Regions from separate parts of the Gossypium hirsutum genome. Here region 1 is linked to region 2. A link is a contact called in public Hi-C data. All regions are on one chromosome and are shown on one strand. The core of a region is the stretch at or near the end of the contact, and the rest is flanking DNA. Distances in the headings are between cores, read along the strand shown. Region 1 overlaps LOC107950422 (probable glucan 1,3-beta-glucosidase A). Region 2 has its middle 5.6 kb from the start of LOC107950427.

Region 1 (3,192 bases), core at 323-2,822, 120 kb after region 2:
TGAATGAGTGGAATGTTACAAGTGGATCTCAATCAGAGTATCAAGACTTTGGAAGGGCACAGTTAGAGGTGTATAATGCAGCTTCCTTTGGGTGGGCTTATTGGACACTCAAAAATGATAGAAAGCACTGGGATTTTGAATGGAACATTAGGAACAATTATCTCCGATTAAGTAACATTCTAAACCCATCTCCATTTTGTTTCCAAACATGGATATTAAATCCCTTGGTTCTATCGCATTTCACGTTGACGTACATTCATGCAGGTAGTTCAGAGAAGAAAGTTTTCAATAGCCTAAGATGGCTCTTACTCGCATCGATTTGCTTCTATCAGTGTCAAATATTGGAGTTGGTTGAGAACTGGATACGAACCTGCTGAAGATGAAAGATCAAGTGCGGCTTTTTGTTTTCTGTCTTCCTTTTTCAGAAACCCTATCTTAAGCTCTTTGCTACTTCATTAGTCATGTCATTGCATTCATTCTGGGCAAATGTGCAAGTCCAATAATATTTTTAGAGTAGAAAATATCCAGAAGTCATTACCTCTTGTTCAATTCTTCCCGGAGAGCCATATAATTACGACTCGTATAATTACCATTTCACCTCTGATAATGAAACCTGATCCATAGTCAATCCCCACTCCGTCAGCTTCGCGTGACACTGTGATTTACTACCTATAACGTTCGTTGCCCTCCATGCCGACTACTAGTCACAACTCTTGATGCCCCAACCACTTGTTTTCAAATCGGAAACGTTTCCTTCCCCACTGCTCAAAGCTAACCTCCGTTTACAAAATAATTGGTGCATGGTCCGATGTCGTAGCCACCACAGATAACACTTCTGAGTTCGGGAAACAATTGAACCAACTCCTATTAGCCACTGCTCGATCCAACTTCTTTTGCACCCATGCTGCTGAGCCCCTACCTCTCTCCCATGTAAATCTATAACCCCTCCAACACACATCACGAAGATCACAGTCATCCAAGGCTCTCCTAAAACCATCAATTAAATAATGTGGGTGATCGGCTTCCCCCCTCCTTATCCTCCATGCTCGCTATATCATTAAAATCGCCAATCACAACCCACCGCTCCCCTCCCAACGACACCAAAGATTTCAGTAACTCCAATGACTCCCTCCTACTACTTCTTTCCGAAAACCCAAAAAAGCAAGTCAGCCTCCATTTCAAGCCATCCACCTCTTTACAAGCTTCGTTGATAAATTGAGGCATAATTAATCACCCGAATATGAACTCTGTTATCCTACCATTTTGTGAGCCCACCTCCTCTACCTAAACGATCCACCCCGAAACAATTAACCGCCCACCATAAACTAAAGTTTCTACTAAAAACATAAAATCCGGCCTATGATGACGGATCAACTCTTGAAGGGAACGAACTTCCCGGAGGTTGCCGAGACCTCGACAGTTTAAGCTTAAAATTTTCATGGCTGCCGGCAGGCCCGGCCATTGGATCCCACCGATAAAAATTTCCATTACCAATAATAGTCTCACCCACCATTAATTCATCTTGGTTATTGCCCAGCCCATTAGTCCCTTTCTCAACACCCATCCTAGGCCTCTTCTTACAGTCCATAATATTAATGGTCTTGTCCTCATTCAAACAGCCTCATATCCTCACATTCCTTTATATGGGCAAAAGAAATCCATGCTTTACCAATCTGATAATTGCCAGCCAAATTAATCCCTGGCGCTATACTGATTTATGAGATTGGATTTAGAATAATCATCTATAATCTTTCCCTTTCCATCCTTATCCCCCCGTAATTTGCTCTTCGTAGACATCACCTTCTTCACGTAACCACGGCTGGTAACCGGCGATGACCTCCTCCTCGGCGCTTTCAGAAATGTACCCTGCTCCAGCGGTAATTCCTTCTTACCATGTATATTGCACGTACATGACAAAAACTTTCTGCATGGTCTAATCTCCCGCACAAGAAACAAAGAAGCGTAAGTCTCTCATAGAGAAACCAAGCATATGCCTGAGACCCTGAGGCCAGCAAAATCTTCTTTTTCCTCTTCAACAGCACTTGGAGCATCTATAGCTACCCGGATACGTATAAACCCCTTACTACTAGCTTTAGCATTATAACTTACGAACCTCCCCACAAAATTACCGAATTGAGTTACCATTTGCTCGGACATTAATCCCTTTGGCAAGTCATGCACTTGTACCCAAAAATTCACAAAGAAGAGCAGGAGTTTTTGAGGATCATCACCTTCCTTCACTGGAAAACAAGGAGGTGATTTTTAAAGGTCCAAGGACCCCCATCAATCGCTCTATCAAACCTCGTAATAGAACTTAAAAGAGGAACCGCTTCTCCCCCAGATCCAATATTGTAACCCCTCCATTCGGATGCCATAAGTTAACAAAAGTATTCCTCATAGATTGGAAGTTTATAACACTCGCTGTCAGAAAACAACTAACCAAACTATATTCAACCGAGATCGGCGTACTCTCATCTCCAGTATTCATTTTCCATGGCTCCTCCTCACCCTCATCTATAGTCAACGCTGCTATCCCTTCCTCCATGAACCACCACTCTCAAAGCAAAGCCAACGAAGAACGAAACAACATAGACCAAAACAAAGAAAATAATCAACACATGCCACTAAGAGCAGCCATTTAATTGTTAAAATTAATAAAATTCGTATTTTATCTTATGAGATAATTTTAAAATTTTTCAGTTGAGTGTTTGGGAACCAAACAATTTTATTTTTGGTATGTTTCAATTTATCAGTTATATTAATTAGGCATATTTTAAGTATTTTATTAAATTAAATTTTTTTATTCTTATTTTTGGACCGATTTAACCTACAATTAGATTAATAAATTGTCGGACTACGAATCGATGGTCTGACCGGTTCGATCTTCCTTTAAACTTTACAATACATTATGTGTTGCTTCAATACAACAAAATCTCATTTCTGTTTTCCAGTTTTGTAAGGGTGACTTAACATCTATTGAATTTTTTCCATTTAACTTTCTAGAGAATGATCTAATTTCATGAACACAGTTCATTTGGCATAACTTTATCTCCCCCTTAGTCATACCTTGTTGCCAACAAGTGTTCCCTTTCCCTTTGGCATAAACTTTCGAAGTGAACCACATTCAACTTCCCAAATTAAATGTTGTTCCACAACCCCAAATTTGAGGGTTTCATTTAAATAGTTGGAATA
Region 2 (3,427 bases), core at 361-2,860:
TCATCTATACAACCCCTCTCTGTTTTCAAAGATTTAATCAAAGAGTTGAAGGAAACCTTGATGAAGAAAATAATGAGAAATCCTATATCAAACAGGAAATGATATGCTTTTGACACTTCTCTTTTATATATTTGGATGCCAGTATGGGGAAAGATTAAGGTATTGGGCACATTGATTGGTGTGGGTGACTGGTGTTAAAAAATAATAATAAACTTCAGAGAATTTTGTTGGGATTCGTACACTCATCATTGATGTATGGACATTATGACAACTAGGAGCTGTTGTTGAAAAGCTTCTTGATTTGGGTAATGAGGACTCCTTTGAAGAAAGTTACAAAAAGGGGGGAGGAAAAAAATGACTGGTGCTATTGATTAAATTTGCCCCTTTAAGAGAATATGGTACTTGTGCAAGTGACCATAACTTGCAGTCTAATCATACGAGTCATTTGAGTTATCAGTGCATATCCAAAACAGGAACACATGAGAATGAGGGCATCTACTTGCTCATGTTTTTGCCCAACCTTATCTCCCTAAACAGCTCAACCTTATAAGCATATGCAACAATGTCAAGGTGAAACTGTTTTAGAACTGAAGAATGGGTAAAAATAATCTTTACTGGTTTACAAGATCCTACAATGATCTCCATTTTTTTTTGTTTCTGGGTTATTTTCAATTAATTTTGAAACCTGTAAAAAGGGTTCATGTTTGTTTGGTAAACAGGATGTTGAAGATTTACAATAGCAGATACAACGAATTAGCCTTTTCTCCTACTGTGCACGGGACACCTTTTTGGTTTGCCCTTGCAAACTTAATCACTTAGTCGCTCGGCCAAAGGTTCACTTGCTTGGGGAACTTACCATCACATTCTCTGCCTCCCATCACATGCATCGTAAAGACTTTATGATTGACTATCTATAGTATAGTCAATTACATTTTAAGAAAATTTAGTTACATCTTATTACATCTTAATTGAATACCTCATTTGACTTTATAAATAATTATTTGTTGAGATCCATGATCAGCTCACCACTAAAACCATTGCTCATACAAGGCTCTCCTCATCACCAAAAGAAGGGGAGTCTTGTCTTTCTACTTCAACCACTAGCATATCATTAGGGACCCCCAAACTTCGCATCCTTTACATCCCATCACTTGCATCATGAAGATCTTGCAACCGACTACCTACAACATAGTCAATCACATTCTAAGAAGATCTGGTCGTACCTTATCACATCCTAATTAGACACTTCATTTGACTCTCTACAAACATCTATTTATTGAGATCTTTGATCAACTCACCACTAAAACCACTAATCCAAAAGAAGCAAGTCTTTTTTTCCTACTTAAATCATTATGATATCATTAGTGACCTCCCAAAAACCCTCACGACATTGGTGTTCCCTCACATGCATCACAAAGACTTTATAAGAAGTTACCTACGATATAATCACATTCTAGGAGGATATGGTCACATCCTATCATATTCTTATTAGACACCTCATTTGACTCTATCACCCGTCTTATACAGTAAAACAACTATTCGTTGAGACTCATGACCAGCTCACCACTAAAACCACCACCTGTACAAGGCCCCCTCACGACCAAACCTTGCAACAACATAGTCATGAACAAAAAAACTAAGAGAATTAACCCAAAACTCAGATGCGACCATACCCACATGGCCTTTTGTGATAGATAACCGAGTTGAATAAGATGTTCTAAAAGTGACAGGAAAGAGGCACTTGAAAATTGGGTTTTTTTTCTTTGCATACTTTAGAGAGTAGTAGGAAAGAGAGAGGTCTTTTTGTCTTTGGATAGCTACCTATAAAGTCCAAAGGGGCTATATATGAACAACTGTATACAGAATCTAACAGGGAAAAAAATTAAAAATAAAAGGAAAAGGAATATGAGGGGCCAAAGATGGAAGAAAAGGTTGAATGGGTGGATGAGCTTTTTAGAAATTAAGAGGGTAGAGTACCCTTAATGGTAGGCAGCTTTTCCTCTTTTGCTTTCTTTTATGTTTTGTGGGTGCTCTCTAAAAGCTAAGTTGATAAAGTTTGGGAAAGTGAATTTCTACTTACTTAAGTGGAAAAGGCTAAACAATATATATTTCTAATTTTGAAATTCAAATATCAATTTCTATAATTTTCTTGTTGTGATTACAATTTTTTTCTTTACTAAAAAAGAGAGTAAATGTATTATATTAGTTTTAAAAAAAAATTAATTAACGTCTTTAACTTCATGAATATTCAATTGATATAAGTGAAATGTGACACTTAACCCAACAAACACTCTCAACAATATATAAAAATATCTAACTTAAATTAAGAAGCATGGGCAACCTTACTCCCATGCACCCTTATGCAAAGGTAGCTCTTTGGTAGCTTGAAATCTTTACAAAAATATCTAGCTACACCTTTATTATCCATCCTCTCTTTCATTTTAATATTATTTTATTAAAATTTCTTTTTGCTCTCGATGATTATTAATCTCTCACTAACTTTAGAATCGAAGAGTATCACAAAGTACAAACTTCAATGCTTTTATGGTTTATCCTTCATTTTGCAAGATGTTTCATCTTAAACTCGAGATACAATATCTAACTAACAGATTCTAAGGAAGATGTTAAGAAATCACATTACAGATGAATTATCATAGAGAAGCAAACATATGGATATAGATCATTACATAAATAATGTCTCATGGTGTTTTCAATTTCAAAGTAACTAATGTCAAATGATAAAAGTGAACCCACTTTGGTAGCTAAATTTAGATTTTAAATATTTGATAATTGACAATGAATTCATGCTTGATTACTCCCAACAGTCCAATGACATCATAGAATTTCACAATAAGAAAAAAGAAAACACAAACAGTTTGATTCGCAGAAAAAAAAAGAACTTGTTTTAATGGAGTCCCTGTTGGGTTTAATTAAGATCCAGGTTTTTGTTTTTTTGCGATCATAAGATCGGAGTTTTTGACCTTTCAACTGTTTTCTAACTCATATGTCATATTTCATTCTTAATCAATAACTTATATCATGCATCGACTTTTATGATATGTTAAATATATGAAAAAACTAATTAAATACTTATACATATCTGATGAAATCAAAGCTTTGAACATGCAATTTTTTAGCTATTGAGATTGGATTCAAAGGAGAAAAAGTTGTTTATACTCACAGAGTGCCTCGCATATTTGATGTGATTGTAGGAACCAGTTTTGTATTAGCAATGAAGCAAATTGAGGCAGCTCCCAAGCCCGACATTGAAAACAGCCCAAAACTAAAATAAAATAATTGCTAGATTGCATAAAAAAGAAAAATAAGAAGAATTTTCTAGTCTTTTTCGATTTTAATATTGAGTAAAATGATCCTTTTTGAAAAGAATTGAAGTAATTTAATCCATGTCAATTTTGAAATTGAGCAA

The links. A called contact is a pair of places that touch in the nucleus more often than the background predicts.
Region 1: a Hi-C map of leaf shows a contact between it and region 2, with 5 times the contacts expected there. The contact joins two enhancer-like sites. A contact is called at or near these places in 10 of 34 Hi-C or Micro-C datasets (callus, hypocotyl, leaf and 2 more).

The regions. Positions count from the first base shown.
Region 1 is chrD03:5,366,664-5,369,855 of Gossypium_hirsutum_v2.1, forward strand. LOC107950422 (probable glucan 1,3-beta-glucosidase A) reads left to right here. Exons shown (of 10, transcript XM_041089666.1): 9 at 1-171; 10 at 265-549. The coding sequence ends at 377. Among protein-coding and RNA genes, the nearest start is that of LOC107950422, 5.4 kb to the left of the region's middle. Within about 2 kb of position 1,573, at least 8 of the 9 cell types and tissues checked have an H3K27ac peak or open chromatin away from gene starts, as enhancers often do. A contact at or near this core is called in hypocotyl and leaf, where this site is marked.
Region 2 is chrD03:5,249,026-5,252,452 of Gossypium_hirsutum_v2.1, forward strand. No RefSeq gene overlaps it. Among protein-coding and RNA genes, the nearest start is that of LOC107950427, 5.6 kb to the left of the region's middle. Within about 2 kb of position 1,611, at least 4 of the 9 cell types and tissues checked have an H3K27ac peak or open chromatin away from gene starts, as enhancers often do. A contact at or near this core is called in hypocotyl and leaf, where this site is marked.